2 separate regions of the Zea mays genome follow, and region 1 is linked to region 2. Evidence: chromatin contacts called from public Hi-C data. All regions are on one chromosome and are shown on one strand. The core of a region is the stretch at or near the end of the contact, and the rest is flanking DNA. Distances in the headings are between cores, read along the strand shown.

The links. A called contact is a pair of places that touch in the nucleus more often than the background predicts.
Region 1: a contact with region 2 is called in a Hi-C map of leaf, with 4 times the contacts expected there. The contact joins the promoter of LOC100382694 here to the promoter of LOC100191468 in region 2. A contact is called at or near these places in 2 of 25 Hi-C or Micro-C datasets (ear and leaf).

What each region holds. Positions count from the first base shown.
Region 1 is chr8:176,228,123-176,233,239 of Zm-B73-REFERENCE-NAM-5.0, forward strand. It overlaps LOC100382694, which reads right to left and starts at 1,374. Exons shown (of 8, transcript NM_001175418.1): 1 at 876-1,374; 2 at 1-126. The coding sequence starts at 1,322. It overlaps LOC100275561, which reads left to right and starts at 1,852. Exons shown (of 2, transcript NM_001149615.3): 1 at 1,852-3,308; 2 at 5,026-5,117. The coding sequence starts at 1,905.
Region 2 is chr8:176,043,193-176,048,715 of Zm-B73-REFERENCE-NAM-5.0, forward strand. LOC100191468 reads right to left here and starts at 1,575. Exons shown (of 8, transcript NM_001136901.1): 1 at 1,174-1,575; 2 at 211-819. The coding sequence starts at 1,456.

The DNA of each region.
Region 1 (5,117 bases), core at 124-2,623, 180 kb after region 2:
AACACCATGTATCCCAAAAGTTGATGCCTCAGCTCCACAGGCAAAAACCAACTTGTCATAAGCAACCTTGAATTTCCATGGCTCCAAGGAATCTTTCTCACCATCTGTAACTGTTTCGCAATCAATCTAAATGAAAAAGGAGGTGGATAAATAGACAGAACAGAACTTCTGCACATAGAAAAAACAAATGTTGGAGGCAAATGGCCATGTAGCATCACTGTGTCAGCTGGACATGTAAAGTTAATACAGGGTCTATATATCTTTATACTAGATCAAAGTAGATAGTAACTTTGTAAAACATCCATGTCTTTGCACAACTCTTTGAAAAGCATCAACCTTTGATCCAGAAAAACTCCGAAGCAAGTTAAGAAGCTATGCACACACTACTTAATGGTGCCAGATGAACTAGAAAAATGATGAACCATGTGCATAATGTGGATCAGAGTATTCACAAACATTCAAGACATAGAGTGGTGACACTCATGCATTGTAAATGTTTTTGGTTCAAGGGAAACGATCCAAGGCTTCACAGTACATAAAAAGATCCAAACTAACCATAGTGTTCAACGAGCCAGAACAAATGATTGATCCTGAACTTTGTACTTTGATGTAAAAAATGTTAGGCTGCTGAGTGCTGAACATGCTCATGAATTTATGATGTATAGATTCCTCCTTTTCCTTCCGATACACCACCAGGCCCCGATCTACTGAAAAGGTAAAAAGCAGACATGCCTACTACTAGCATAAATGCCCTTTGGGCATTTCTCCAAGAATCTGGGAACACTACTGATGGCCGCACCACAGACACATGTGAAAGCAACAGCTATTGGTGCCATCGACACGGTCACACCTAAACAGAATGGGGGGCGGCTCACCGTGTGGCCGTCGGGGTCGACGCCGGTGCAACGGGCGAGGAGGAAGTAGGAGCCCGGCGACTTGGACACGGCGGGCTGGATGCGCGCGACCGGCTCAGCGACGGATCGGAACTCGAGCGTGCCGACGCAGGTGGAGGCGAGCAGCGGCGTGAACACCATGTGGTTGCGCGGGGCGACGCAGACCACGTCGTAGCCTTGTGTATCGAGGTCCTTCATTAGCCGAGACCCCGCCCACCCTGTCCCCAACACCACCACCCTGGCCTTCTCCCCCTTCGCCGTCGGCCCTAGTCCAGGGAACCTCTTCGCCGCTTCGTCCTGCGTGACCGCAGCGGCGCTGGTGGAGAAGGGAGACCAAGGTTGCTGTCGTTGGTGGTGGCGGTAAGCGAAAGCGCTCGGGCCCGCGCAGCTGCGGCGGGTGAACGACCGGAGCAGGGAGGAGGCGGCCATGCCTGTCGGACGCTACCGCGCGAGATGTGAAGCGTGGTGACCACAGCGAGAAGTGAGGCGAATTAACAAGCGCATTTCGTTGGACGCCGCCCATGGCGGGTGGGGTGTGGGTCGGCGGCCGGCCCGGGACGGTGGTCCCGTTCAATCCGCAGGCTGCAGACCTGAGAGATCGGAGTAGCGTGGATGGCGCTGGCCGTCGGATCATCTCTTGCCTGTCCTGATCCGTCAGCTGCAGGGGCGGTCGTTCGAGATCGACCAAGGCGCTTTCGCCGCCGCGTTTGCGGTGAGCCGGTAAAGCGCCCGATCCTCTGGAGACCGCCACGCGTTGGGAGCGAACCACATCTGTGCCGTGCTCTGCCTCTCGGCCGCCACACCACCCCTCCCTCACCCGCGTAGCCCTGCCCGGACCGCGCTCACCAATGCCGGCCTCCCACGCGGTCTGTACACGCCAGCGCGCATCGTGCACCAGTTCCACGGCTCCAGCCACTCAACGACCCCCGGTTCCCCGGTCTCGGACTCTCGGTCTCGCACGCTCCCTCCCCATCCCCAATTCGGTTTCGCTCCGCCCCGGCTGCCGCACCCATGGCCTCCTCCTCCTCGCTCTTCTCGCCGTGCGCCCTCACCGCCAAGCTCGGGATAGGGCACGCGTCCTATGGCTCCGGACGCCGCGCCAACTTGCGCCGGCGCGGCCGCCTCTCGGTTGTGGCCGTACAGACGGGCCCGCAGAAGCCGTCTCCGTCGTCGTCCCAGGCCGCCGCGGCGGAGGATGAGGCGGATGCGCTGCAGAAGCTTCTGAAGAGGGAGTACAAGTACGGGTTCGTATCCGACTTCGAGTCCTTCTCCATCCCCAAGGGGCTGTCGGAGGCCACCGTCCGCCGCATCTCGGAGCTTAAGGCGGAGCCGGCGTGGATGCTGGACTTCCGCCTCGCCGCCTACCGCCGCTTCCTCACCATGGTCGAGCCCACCTGGAGCGACAACGAGTACGCGCCCGTGGACCTGCAGTCCATTTGCTACTACTCCGCGCCCAAAACCAAGCCCAAGCTCAATAGCCTCGACGAGGTCGACCCGGAGCTGCTCAAGACCTTCGACCGCCTCGGCATCCCGCTCACCGAGCAGAAGCGCCTCTCCAACGTCGCCGTTGACGCCGTCATCGACTCCACCTCCATCGCCACCACCCACCGCGAAGCGCTCATGGCCAAGGGCGTCATCTTCTGCTCCATCTCCGAGGCCATCCGCGAGTACCCGGACCTTATCAGGCGTTACCTGGGCAGCGTCGTACCGCCAGGCGACAACTACTATGCCGCTCTCAACTCAGCGGTGTTCAGCGACGGGTCCTTCTGCTTCGTGCCCAAAGACACAGTCTGCCCCATGGAAATCTCGACCTACTTCAGGATCAACGACAAGGAGACCGGTCAGTTTGAGAGGACTCTGATTGTGGCCGATGAGAGAAGCACAGTTAGCTATTTGGAAGGCTGCACTGCACCAGCTTACGACTCGAATCAGCTCCATGCTGCGGTTGTGGAGCTTGTGTGTGAGGAGGGGGCAGAGATCAAGTACTCCACGGTGCAGAATTGGTACTCTGGTGATGAGGAGGGCAAAGGAGGCATTTATAACTTTGTGACAAAGAGGGGACGGTGCAAAGGGCATGGTTCGAAGATCTCATGGACACAGGTTGAGACTGGATCTGCTATTACATGGAAGTACCCAAGCGTCGAGCTCATCGGGGACGATAGTGTTGGAGAATTCTACTCGGTTGCGCTTACAAAGGATTGCCAACAAGCAGACACAGGGACAAAAATGATCCACAAGGGGAAGAATTCACGCAGCCGGATCATATCCAAGGGCATATCTGCAGGGAAGTCAAGGAATTGCTACCGCGGCTTGGTCCTGATGAACCCTAGTGCGGAGAATGCTTATAATTCTTCACAGTGTGACTCATTGCTGATCGGGGATAATGCGGCTGCGAACACCTATCCCACCATTCAGGTAATTCACTCTTCCCTTTTGCATGGTTTGACATGTAAGATTTACTTGCAGTGTCATATACTGATATGACAGGCTTTTAATGCTCTGTTAGTCTACTTGTAAATAATTACCTCACATGCATATGTCATGGAGCATATAGACTCAGCTTAAATTGACACTTAGGAAAAATCCCGATGATTTGATTTAAGTCAAGGATACTGTATAATCACCTTAGCATGAATTAAATTGAATTTAATTATATTTCTTCAAGGATTACGTGGACATATATTTACCATGTTAATGCTGCCCTCTTCTAAGATGGTCCTTTACATATCAGCAAACTGTTGATCTAGCTTTGTAAATTTTGCAGTAGTAAGGAAAGAAGGGAAAGCTAGAAATGTCTGCATTTGTTGGCAGAGAAACATATGCATTGCTTTGATGATAGATTTAATTGGAAAAATTGATGTTATATTATAATACTATATAATTAGGGCATATTTATAAGGGTAGGCCTGGTGAAGTGGTTAGAGCTGTCTCACTGAGTCACCAGGTCACGGGTTTGAAGTCGTCTCTCTGCATTTGCGGGGAAAGGCTTGCCTCGGTTTATCTCTTCCCTAGACCCTGCTTATGTGGGATGTTGGAGCGAGCTTGGCAGGGTCTCTCACCTCACACACTCGCTGGAACAGAGAACGAAGAACACACTAGAGAGACGAGTTTTTGGTGCTGTCAAAAACCAACAGCATTTTCTGGACTATATATTGAGAAGCAGTTTTACAGTTGACGCGCACACCCTGACTATACGCCATGCCTCCGTATCTGTCGTGCCATCCCATGACTGAAGATCATGCCGCATCTAAAGGCTAACTAACACACTGAAGAATCGGTCTCTGCATGCACACGCAAGCTGCAGACCACACACATGCTAGAGGCTAAGCCTTATTGACTGAAACGGAATAAAAGTCTGAAGAAAGGAAAACACTAGGAAAACAGACATGCAAGAGTTTATCTAACGTGGGAGACTCCGGCACTCGTTCTGCCCATAATCAGGATATATTTGTTCTGATGTTTGTAACTTAAATCATTTTGTCTTTGCGGCAAGTAATACAGCTGGGCTGTACATGAATTCTGTTTGCGTGGAAATAACAAGAATAGATGACTTTTTAGGTATGGATTTGAGATACTTGATGACTTAATCATGAAGTTTATGGTTTTCAGTTAGCACTTATCTAGCAGTGAAATACATGAACATGAGTTAGTTGTCAGTAGTATCAAAGGCATGCACTTTAAGATTTGATGGGCAATTATTTAGTTGATTCAATGTCAGATTTTAGTTATAGTATCTCTCTGATGTCACTTTATAAAAGCAAGTGATAAAATATGTGATTTTTGGAAACTGCAATTGCAAGTAAGGCATATGGTTTGAACTTTGAATACTAAGGAAGGTTCAACATTGTGGAGATGGAACAAGATAATTGTGTTCTCTACTTCTCTCTCATATCCCATGAATCTGTGATGCATGAGTATTTGATGGCAAACACAGGTTGTCTTGTCACCGGCAAACTAGTGGTGTTTCCCCTCTAGCGTTCTGATGAACCAAGCACTGAGAATATGGCATCCTCTAGTACCATTAGTTTTTGAATTTCATCCTAGCATGGATTCAGTGTCCATTCTGAGTATAACTTCATAAGTTTTTCCCACCTTGTGCCCTATCGATGTGACAAAACTTGGTTGATAACAGGTGGGTTGCACTAGTGGCCGTGTTGAGCACGAGGCAAGCACTTCCAAAATCGGAGAGGATCAGCTATTTTATTTCCAGCAAAGAGGGGTAGA
Region 2 (5,523 bases), core at 325-2,824:
TTCAGAAGGCAACTCCGCAGAATCTAACCTCTTCATTGTTATTATTTATTCCCCTTTTCCGGGTACATTAAATTCAATAAACAGATACACATTATCTGTGGCCATAAAGTGGGCTATAATGGACAAACTATATACTGCGAAGGTAACCACCCTTTTTTTTTGAACCAATTGAAGAGACGAACTACATTGTAAGGCTGGAGAAGTACTTACTCGTAACAGCATCAGTATCAAATGAACTGAGCATTTGAAGCTCCTTCTCCACAACACTCAGGTCTGAATCATCATCTCCTCGTCCAGGATCCCTCTGCATACCACATTCAAACATAATATCTCCACTCTGCTTCAATTGAAACCCATCCTGCGCACAATCATCCATTGTCTCTGTCCGGTCATCCATGATCTGGTATCTCCCATACACAGTAGAGCTTGAGCTCCTGGCCACATGAAGCCCGTCATTCTTGAGTCCCCCTCCACAGCAACCGCAGAGTGGCGATGAGCATGTGTACACCTCAGCGCAACCCTCACATCGGTCACCACCGATGTGTTCATGACGGTGGTTATGGCCTGCACCGAGCTTGCCTATCTCTGTCTGCGCTGAGGCACCACCGTGAGCATCCAGTACAAACTTGTCCTCCTCCTCGCGTTCGTCGTCCTCATCGTCCAGCTTGCTAGGGAAGAGGTGATCGTCGTAGAGCCAGTCCTCCTGGAAGAAGAGGTCGGTGGTGTCGTACTGGCGCGCTGTACCAAACTCCATCTCCGATGAAGACACGTCCGACTGCGAGTGCCTCGGCGACCATAGCCCATACGGATTCAACAGCCCTACAGTCGGCAAAACAGAAAGGGAGTTTTCGTTCAGAATTGGTAAAATGTGCAGAAAATTCGGCACCAAACCAAGCGCAGAAACGGAAACGAAAGTGGCGGAGCCGGAGAGGTTTAACAGCTCTCCTACAAAATCGAAAATCGATTATGTTACATAAAGTTCATCTCCACAGGAAAAAGAAAAAACCCATGAGCTAATCGAACTACCAGCGCCGAATCGGCCCCAAAGCCATAGCCACTGGCATATCGGCGCACAGATCGAGACTGTGTGACTGATACGGCCACGGAAAGCAAGGAGAAGAGGGTTTAAATAAAGCAAGCGACAGAAATGCCTCGTGCTCGTGCCTTGGGTACCTGAGGGCGTGGAGCGCATGCTGACGAAAGCTGACGAGGACGCCGAACCGGAGCTGGAGCCGGGGCTCGCGGGCGCCGGCGTGCCAGAGCCAGCGCCAGAGCCGGAGCCGGTACCGGCGGCGGGCATCCGGAGCGGGGGGAGACGGGGACCTAATGCAGCGTCGTGACCTTCGTCCCCGGCGGCGGTGCGCGCAAGGACGTCGTCACGGAGCGCGGAGGCCGCGCCGGCGAAGCCGTGGTCGGTGAGGAACGCCATGACCTGGTCCAGCCCCGGCGCCGCCATGCGCCGCGTAGGCGCGCGGCTGGTGTGGCGTGTGGGTGCTCTTGCGGGCTCTCGCTCAGGCGCGCGGCACGCGGCGTGGTGCTGTAAGCGGAAGCGGCTGCGTCGCCATTGGGGTGGGGTGGGGTGGGGTGCGTGAACTTGGAAGCGAAGCGGGAGGAGTCTTTGGGTGAGACGACCGGGCGAGACGGACGAGGAGGGAGGCAGCGAAGTCAGAGGAGAGAGGGAGAGAGAGGATTGTACTGGTACTGCAGTGCACAGGCGCACGGATCGCAGCTGTTGCGTTTTCCGCACCTTCTTCGGCCTTCGCGGCGGTTGGCCATGTGTAGATAGACAGGCAGTACAGTATAGTAGTATAGTTGAGGCCATCAGATTCTGTCACCCCGGCGACACCACCTGTTTGTTTGCTTGATGACCAAAATTCTGCCGCTCGGTTGAAAACTTGAAATGATTCATGATATGTCGCAGATAGTCGCAGACCTGACAAGGCCCCCCTGCGTAGCTGTGCCCATTTTTGAAGGGTTGCCAAATGCCAATTACCAGTTTCCAAAATCCATCGATATAAACTAAACTCGGTGGGGTTACTCAACATACTTTCTTTCGCTTTTCAACTTTTCAACGAGGGAAAAAGCAAGAGGAGTCCGCGTGGAGCCCCTGCCCCCTCTAGCGGCCCGTTCCAATGGGCCTGCAGGAAAAGGCAACTGATGTGGAGAGGGGGCCACGCGGATGCCGCCCGGCGGCCCGGGCCCAGGCGAGGCCCCAGCTCCTCCCCCCTCTCATTCGCAACGCAACACAATCCCCGCTGCCGCGCCGGTCGGTGGTCGGGTGCAGAAAAGCTCAAAAGCGCGAGAGGCGACCCCGCACGGCCAAACCAAACCCAGCAAAAGCAAGTTTAGTAGTATAGCCCACGGTTTATAATGTACGGAGTAGTAATGTTTATATGTAGGCCCTGTTTGGCACAGCTTATTTTCAGCTTCTTCACAAATTTAAGCTGAAGTTCTGCCAAACAGGCAGCTTCTGCAGCAGCTTATCAGTTCAGCTGCTTCTCAAAATGAACTAAAAGCAGCCAACAAGCAGAAGCTGCTTTTTACCAGCTTATCAGATAAGCTGCTTTTTCAACAAGCAGCAGCTGTCCCAAACAGGGCCGTAATGTTGAACTAAAATTTATTAACCGGCCGCCTCACCGCACCGCCGCTCGGCATCGACCGCACCCCAGCTCAGCCTGGAGAGGGAGAGAGCGGCCGGCACCGCACTGGAGCCCCCCGTCCCCCTCTCCCGTGATCTGCATTGCCGGTGCAGGTAGGGGACCGATAGAGACCGATGGATGCTGCGCGCCGCGGCGGATCCAGAATCCTGGCGCGCCGAGGTGCCCGCGGCCCCTGGGTACGCAAGCAATGATTGGCGGGGTGGGCCAATCGAGTGACTACGAACGAGTACATGGCGAGCTTGGACAACGGCTACAGTCGCTATGCTTAAATTGGGCAAAGTCTCCCGACGGTCTTTCAGTACAGTAGGGGAGCGCTACTACTATACGCCTATACGGCCGCTCTCTCTTTGCCGCTTCAACCATTCAACACAAGCCAAGCCAGATCTATCTTGAGACGTAAACGCGGACTTGAAGCGTAGCAATCAATACCACCACCTGCAGTGTATAGGTACTTTGCTCACCTACTGGGTGTCGCCATCCATCACCAGACCTAGCTACACAGACGATGGAACTACTTGTGTGAGGCAAGCAAGTACTTTACGCATCATTGCCATGGAAACTTTTCAAGAAATAAAGCGGCTTCGCTAATCGAGATCGACGCTGACGAGTGAGTATTTATTCCACATGAAGCAACCATGCACGGCAGTACGTACGTACGTATCGCGGACTCCCGTTGCTGGACACTGAAGCAACGTGTTCCTCCGACAGGGACACATCAGAAAGCGACGATTTATATTCACAGGCGGGCGCGGTAGTTGCGGAAGTTAGGTCCTTTTCCTTTACATCAGGACAATTAGAGAGTTTTCTTTTTTTATTTATTATTGTTGAGAAATCTCTCATCAAGGAAGGAATAATTTTGCTGCACCAGACGGATGATGATTGTATATGCATGCACCGGCCGGTCGTCGTCCTGAGGCTGTTGCTGTTGATGGCGTAGCGTAGCTAGGAGAAGCATTACTGCACTTAATTCTGATTCGTTGTTCTTGGCGACTACGTACCAGTAGCAGTCAGTCATCATAGGTCGGACCTGCTGCATCGTGTTGGAGAAAGGGAGAGAGAGAGAACTCACGAATGGCGCGCGGCTCGTGTGCGAGACCTCCAGGTTAAGACTGGCAGAGGGGGTAAGCGTTGGCACGGGCTGTGCTACAGATTCTGAATCAGGCAGGTTAAGATCAGAGCCAAACAACAGCCACAACCTGCAGCCAGAATGACTGGCTCGAGTCCCTGTCACTCGCGTCGGCGGTCGCGTCCAGAGAAGGACGTGGAAATCCGCGAGACGCGACGCGAAAAGCCGAAAACAAAGGCCGGTCTCCCTCACCTCACCGCCAATTTTTTTTTTTTTTTTGTATTTTAGCCCTTTCTCGAAAAAAAATTCACGTTTAGACCCTAAAAAATTTTAATGTCATTTTTGGACCCTTTGCTCGGCGCCATAGCCTATGGCACCGAGGTAACACATCTCGGCGCCATAGGCTATGGCGCCGAGGTACGTGCTGCGCTGGCACAACCGGACGACGTGGCGTCGACGTGGAACCAAGCTCGGCGCCAAGATCTATGACGCCGAGCTCGGATATGTAACAACAAAACTTGTTTAGCTCAGTTGGTAGAGCACAAGGTTTTTAGCCATGAGGTCGTGGGTTCGAGCCCCATTGTGGGTGTTCAATATTTTTAGAATTTGTTACCGTTTTTTTTGTTGTCCAGATTTTTTTGTTTGTTACAGATTTGTCCGTCCAGATTTATTTCTCATCTAGATTTTTTTTCTTTTGCAACTGATTTGTTTATTACATTTTTTATTTTTTTGATAGATTTTTTTGACGCGTCGCAAACGAGTACATTTTTTCTACGGGTCTCCTGTGCGTTTACGCCACCTCACTTGTGGAGCTGCACCACGCGTGTTCGCTGCCTACCGGGACCGAGCGGGCGCTGGAACGCCTGGACTGCTCGTCCGCCGGCGTTGGACACGACGTAGGGCCACCTCCGTCCACAGAGAAGCTGTGTCGGTCGTGCGCAGGCTGACCCTGCGTCGGTGGAGGATGGCCAAGCCAGGAACGCCCTGCTGGAATAAAAAAGACTTGCTAAGGTGCTCTTAGCATCCCTCGTTTTTTTACCGATGACTCGCTCATTATTATCCGAGCCCAGAACCCGAGTAATGGACTTCTAATTCCATTTGGTAAAAAAAAGGAATGACGTTCTTCTAGCTACATATCAAGTCGAGCCATTCTTAATTTCACTTACTTTTGAAAAAAAAACTACTAGTATTTATGATGTCAAATGACTAGTATTAGATTTATCATATAATACATTGTTATAGTATAACTTCTTTAATTATATCCGTTGATACTATTATTTATAAATTGAGATAATTTTGACTTGGACCGAATATCGATCGAGTTGCATTTTTTTTGGACATATCTAGTACACTAATATTATAGTGTATGTACAACGACTATTTCTGTATTAGTATATATTACCTATTTTAGTAACCTATAATATCGACCGAATGCTTTTTAAGGACGAATGTAATAAACAAATCAGTCACAAAAAATCTGAGAAATAAATTTGGACGGATGAATCAGCAATATAAACGAAAAAATCTAGAAAAAAAAACAAATCAGTGATAAAGACAAAAAGTTATATTTATAACGCCCACCATGGGGTTTGAATCCACAACCTCAAGGTTAAAACCCTTGTGCTCTACCAACTAAGCTAGACAAGTTTTATTGTTACACATCCGAGCTCGGCGCCATAGATCTTGGCGCCGAGCTCGGTGCCACGTCGGCACCACGTCGTCCGGGTTGTGCCAGCGCAACACGTACCTCGCCGCCATAGGCTATGGCGCCGAGATGTGTTACCTCGGCGCCATAGG